2 separate regions of the Macaca mulatta genome follow, and region 1 is linked to region 2. The links are chromatin contacts, called in public Hi-C maps. All regions are on one chromosome and are shown on one strand. Each heading gives the region's core, a stretch centred on a gene start, on an enhancer-like site or on the middle of the called end of the contact. The rest is flanking DNA. Distances are from core to core; before and after follow the strand shown. Region 1 holds the start of ATP6V0C (ATPase H+ transporting V0 subunit c). Region 2 holds the start of CASKIN1 (CASK interacting protein 1).

Region 1 (2,787 bases), core at 161-2,660, 330 kb after region 2:
GGAGGGAAGGGCAGGTGAGGAGGTGGAGACAGAGTGAAGATTCCTCTTCTCAGAAACAAGGGTCGGGCAAGAAAGAGGAGGAGCAAAAAGGGCCTCTGGCCATATCTGTTGCCTCCTCTCCTTTGAACCAGGACAGACTTGGGGACTTTCACGGGCTGCAAGTTCCAAGAGTCCAGGTCCAGGTTAGCCTGGGGAAGGGGCTCAAGGGAGGCTCCTGCTGGGGAAGGTGGGGCTGAGTCCAGCAGGAGGGCCAGGTCAGGGGCCATGACCCCATTGCCTACATGGAGAAGGTGATGAGCTGACATCCAGGCTACTCAGGGAGAGCTCTAACCCAGGATGAGGCCTTAGAGCTCAAAGGACACCCAGGCCTTGTGGCAGCTGCCCAGGGCCCCTGAAAGGGGGAGTGGAGATCAGGCAGAGGGGGTGCCAGGGACTGCCACACAGGATCAGTAGGGCAGCACCAGCCCTGGCTGGGCTGCTTTCACTGCTGCGGGAACCGCTCCAACTGCTCCAGAAAGATGGCCCTGAAGGTGTAGGCTTTGCGTGCGTGGGTGGCTGCAAGGACAGGTGGGAGGACCGAGACGCCAGAATGTGCAGAGCCTGGGGGGCCTCAAGAGGTCGCAGTTCCGACAGGGCTTCCACCAGTCATGCCTACATCTTGAGGGGCAGAGACACACCCCACTAATGTTTGGGTCCCTGATGCAAGGGCAGAGACAGGTCCGGGGAGGGGGTCCTTTTTCTCCGAAGCGAGAGGTGAAGTCACCAACCGCTGGGTCAGAGGCAGTGGGTCTGGGTCTGGAGGAGACTGGGGACAGGGTGGATGGAGGTGACCTGGGGACACAGAAGGGCTGCAGCCACGGGCTGGGACTTCACAGCTGTGGGCTGGGGGTTTTTCCTGACGCTGCGGCAGAGGAGGCCCGCACCCCACACATCTGCTGGGACCCTTAGCTCGCCCAGGATTGGTAGGGAGATCCTGGAAGACCAGCGCCCGGAGGAGTCAGGCACCGCCTTGGGGGCAAGGCCGCGAAACCACGGCCTGCGGCTTCACGCCAGGGGTGCAAAGAAAAGCGTCGCTGGGAACCGAACACCTGCAGACGTCGTGCAGCCGCAGAGGAGGCGGGGCACAGAGAGGCCCCGCCCCATATGCTAATGAGTACAAACCGCCCCGCCCCGATGCGAGACCGGTCCAACGCTGCGGGGATCCAAAGGCCGGCGGCGCCCGGCAACACCCGCGGAGGCCGAGGCGGGGCGTGGCCGGGCGCCGGGACCGGGTCGCTGGGCTGGAGGCACAGCCCGGCGGAGGTCAACGGGCCGCCCGGGCGTCCAGGCCGCGTCTCCCCCACGGTACGAAGTGGTACCGCCCGCAGGGGCGGGGCCCAGGTCATGTGACGCGGCCGCGGCCGCCATTTTGTTCTGCGGTGCTGGTATTTAGAGCGCAGCGGCTGACGGGCCGGATCGCCTTCGCCGCCGCCCGCCTCCTCGCTTTAGCTCCCGGCCCGTCCTCGCCCCCGCCTTCGCCACCGCCTCGGCCCGCAGAGCTCGCCCTCTCCCCACCTGCAGATATGTCCGAGTCCAAGAGCGGCCCTGAGTATGCTTCGTTTTTCGCCGTCATGGGCGCCTCGGCCGCCATGGTCTTCAGCGGTGAGCGCCGAGGCGGGAGGGACCCTGGGGCGGGGGCGCGCGCGTTGCTCATGCCCGCAGCTCTCTGGGGTCCGGTGTGTGACGTCACTCTGACGTAATGCCGAGCAGTCGGGGGCGCCTGGGCCTCGCGTGGCAGCGGGCGGGGGTCGGCGCCCCGAGGGCTGCTAGGAGCCGCCGGGGGTCCAGGCCGGCGGCCCTGCCAGCCGGGTCGTGAGGGTGCGGGGGTGGGGCGGCGGCGCCGCTGCCATCTTAGCCCCGGGAGCGGCGAGAGGGAGGCTAGGGTGGGAGCGCGAGGGGGGCGGCGCACGGGCCGATTCTGCGGGCAGGTGACATCACACCTCGAAGGCCCCAGTGCGCGGGCGGCGGCGCGGGTCGGGCCCAGGAGCGCCCCGGAGAAGGGTTCCTGGAGCTTTCCGGCCGGTGGGGAGCCCATGTTCCCCATGGGAGGTCCACAGCCCTCGCCCTTGTGGCGGCCGGCCCCCGGGGTCAGGTGGGTCTCACGCACAGGCAGGTGCTTCCGGTTGGAGCTGGTTACGGTTGCCCAATACCCGTGTCGCTGTGTGGGCTGTTTGGGAAAGCTGGGCTGAGGGCTTGGTTCGGAGAGCCCGCGGAGACCCAGGGGTGGGAGTATGTGGAAGTGGAGGGAGCTGGGAGACAGTGTCGGCGCTGGCGGGGCTGTGTAGCTTGCAGAGGGTCTATGCTCTGAGGTGGGTGAGAGGGTGGCATGGATGTCTGAGTTTATAGGATCGAGTGGTTGCCTTCTGGACTGAGGCTTCCAGTTCTGGTCCTAATGAATGGAGGGATGAATGAATGACCTTCTCTTCCTTCCCTGGGGCCTGAAATTGGGAGGGGCTTCCCTGGGCTTGGAGAAGGGGCCTTCTAGGGTTCTTGATGGCACCCTGCTTTTGAAATTAGGCGTTGACAGGTCCTGGGCGTCCAATTTAGTGACAGTTGGTCTCCTTGGGAGAATGGCACTTGGTCTAGGGCTAGGCCCAGGAATGTGGGTCCCACGAGTTAAGTTCTGACCCAGTCTCAGCCTCCGTGGACTGGCCTGGCCTGGTCTGGTCTCCGCCTCCGTGGTTAGGTCTGGTTTTAGCTTTGATGACCCTGCCCTGCCCCACCCTGCCTGGTGGCCTGGGGAGGCTC
Region 2 (3,107 bases), core at 93-2,592:
GGGGGTCCTGCTGGGACTCTAGGTTCCCCCCACCGACCTCCCAGAAGCCAGTCCCAGTTCTTGGCATCCCCCTGGAGGAAGGGGAGGAGGACTCCCTGTCTTACAGCCTGTGGGGGTGGAGGGAGGAGGGAGGACGCCCAGACCCCACATGCCGACCTGCAGAGCCCTGTCCGTGCCTACACAGGTGCCCTGACACACTGACACGGCTATACGTGCGCAGCCGCACACGCGGCTGGTCCACACGCCCATCCATCCATCTCCCGCGGCCCCCAGGGAGGCTACGCGCTGAGCCAGGATCAGTGCTGGGATCAGGGCTCCAAGCTCCCAGCCCTTTCCTGGGGCCCCCACAGGGCAAGCTGGGGATAGCCAATGGTGGTCCCCCACTCCCTCATGGCCTCCTTTCCCAGCAGGGAAGCCGGGGACCTGGGTCGGCTGGAGCTTGGCTGAGCAGGGCCCCAAGCCCTTGCCCCCAGGCCGGCCCTGCCTGGAGTCCAGCCTGCCCTGGGCTGGGCGACCTTGGGCCTCCGCTCTCCCATAAGTAAATGGCCCCCCACCGGCCATGTCAGGGCAGCCACACCCCCAGCGTGATCCTGCCCCCCACCTTCCCTGCAAAGCGTGTTATTAAACGTGGGGCGGGGAGGGGGTCTGCCAGGGACTGTCAGCTCCCGAGTCGCCCCTCCCCGCAGGGGCCCCCTCACTGTCTGCCCGGTGCGTGTGGTGGGGGGGGCATCCGCCTCGCCCTTTGAAGGCCCCAGCAGAGACCTCCAGCTGTCAGCCCGCAGCCTGAGAAGGGAGGGGGACAGAGGTAGGGAGGGAGGGATGCGAACGCCCGCGGCCCGGGAGGCGGGTGCCGCCAGGTGCCCGCTGGGGGGCTCAGGGTGACGGCCGGCTCTCCGGGCCGCCCCATCTCCAGTGCTGGGGACAGCGGGTGGGGGGCACGGACCAAGGGTCTAGGCGCTGCTGGCCCCGCCCCGCCCCCGGGGACCCGACAGCGTCCCCTCCCCGCCCGGCGCCGGGAGGGGTGGGGGGCTCTGCGCCGGGGAGGGGCCCCCGGGGCTCCCGCCCGCGCCCCGCGCCCCGCGCCCCCGGCACTCACTGGCCTTCCCGGGCCGCGGCCTCTGCAGCAGCCTCTGCGCGGTCCCTACGTCCTCCGCCTTCACCGCCTGCACCAGCTCCTGCTCCTTCCCCATGGCGCGGCCGGGGCCGCAGCGACGCGGCTGCGCTCGTGCGCTCGGCGCGGCTCAGAGGCGGCGGCGGCCCCGCGGCACCGGCCGCCTCCCGCGCCGCCTCCTCGCCGCCCGCCGCCCCTTCGCCCTCCTCGGGCTCCGGCTTGGGCTCGGGCTCCCGGCGCGGAGGGGGCGGGGAGCGCGTCACGGGCGGGGGGCGGCCCGGGGGCGGGGGCGCGCGGCGGGCGCGGGGCGGGGGCGCGGCACCTGGCGCCGCCTCCCGGACGCCGGGGTCCGCTCCCGGGCCGCCGACCTCCGTCAGCCCGCGCCGGCCGCGCGCCCGGGCCCGTGGCTCCGCCCTCCCCGCGCCCGCCCCGGGACGCCCCCTCCCCACGTGCGCGCCGCGCGCTCAGGCCAGGCCTTTGCGGATGCGGGCGGCCTGGGGAGGCTAGTCGGGCTGGGGACGCAGCTGCCGGGGGTGCACTCGGAGCCCCGACGCGGCGGCGGCGCGGGGCTGAGCCCAGAGAGGCTTCCAGAGGCTGCGGGACCCGCGGGGGAGGGTTCCGAGGCAGCGGGCGGGCGGGGACCGGGCGCCGAGAGACCCGGGCGCCAGTGGCCCTGGAGCCGGCCCGCCAGGCTGTCAGGCGTTCCTGGCCCCGGGTTCCCGTGGGAGGTGTCGAGGGATTGTGAAGAGGAATCTCCCAATAATGAATTCGGTGTCAGGGAACCCGCACCCCCAACCCCCAAGCATCCTCCTGCTCCTCTCCGCAAATAATGCGGGCGCCACAGCTTCCCCCAGCCTCAGTCCGAAGCCCGACCCCAAGGTAGCCCCCACCGCCCCCACTGAGGGAGCTCAACTCCCCACTCCCGGCACCGACTGGGGGTCGCCTCCATCTCCACCCACACGGAACTGGAACCTCCCTCCGGCACCAACGTGCCCCCGGCCCAGGTCTGCCCACTCTCCAGCCTGCAGCCCAGGCAGATGGGTCCTGCTTCCTGGGTGCTGGAGGCCCTGACTTGTCACCCTCTGAGCTCCTGGCTGAAGGCTGGGGCCACCCTGTGCCTCAGACCCTCTCCCATCAGGCCTGCAGCATTCTAGAGGCAGATCAGTGGGGGTCTGAGTCCCGGCTCAGGCTCCGTTTCCCTCATCACCCAAGCGGGCAAGGCCGTTTGGAGAATTTGGAGAGGGTCGCACCCATTCTATGAGGCGTGGCCTGGCACCCCACTGCCTGTGGCCCCAGATCATTGAGCAGGTCCAGGGGGACGGAGAAGTTCAGAGAGCAGGAACAGGGAAGGTGACAGGCACCGGGGTCCCGGCATCCTTGTGGGCAGCTGGCCGTTTTCTGTTCCCTCCGTGGGGTCTCCTGTTAGGTTCAGGTAGCAGCCCTCGGTCTTCCAGCACTCCCAGGGGGGTCCACAAATGCTAGGGCCTTTCCTCTTGCCCTTTCCAACGACCAGTTGCATACCTTCTGGGTCAGGTACTGTGCTGGTCACCTCCTAGATGAGGTTGGACTCACTGTCCCCATTTTACAGATGAAGGAACTGAGGCTTAGAGAAGCCAAGGGACTCACCTGGGGTCCCAGAGTCTTGAGGTTGTGAGTCTGGGCTTTGCACCTGCACCTCTGGATGTGTCCTATTCCCCCTCTTAGTGGTTTGTGATCATGAGCTGGTCACTTTGTCATTCTTTTTTTTTCTTTGAGACAGAGTCTTGCTCTGTCATCCAGGCTGGGGGCGCAGTGACGCCATCATAGCTCATTGCAGCCTCAACATCCCAGGCTCAAGCGATTCTCCTGCCTCAGCCTCCTGAGTAGCACCCGGCTAATTTTTTTGATTTTTAGTAGAGATGAGGTCTCAGTATGTTACCTAGGCTGGTCTCGAACTCCTGGCCTCAAGCAGTCCTCTCACCTCAACCTCCCAAAGTGCTGGGATTACAGACATAAG

What was found. Hi-C and Micro-C count contacts between places; a contact is called where the count stands out from the background.
Region 1: a contact with region 2 is called in a Hi-C map of CD4 T cells, with 3 times the contacts expected there. The contact joins the promoter of ATP6V0C here to the promoter of CASKIN1 in region 2. A contact is called at or near these places in 2 of 14 Hi-C or Micro-C datasets (CD4 T cells and liver).

Annotation. Positions count from the first base shown.
Region 1 is chr20:3,753,913-3,756,699 of T2T-MMU8v2.0, forward strand. ATP6V0C (ATPase H+ transporting V0 subunit c) reads left to right here and starts at 1,411. Exons shown (of 3, transcript XM_015125387.3): 1 at 1,411-1,641. The coding sequence starts at 1,563.
Region 2 is chr20:3,426,913-3,430,019 of T2T-MMU8v2.0, forward strand. CASKIN1 (CASK interacting protein 1) reads right to left here and starts at 1,343. Exons shown (of 19, transcript XR_013411324.1): 1 at 1,097-1,343.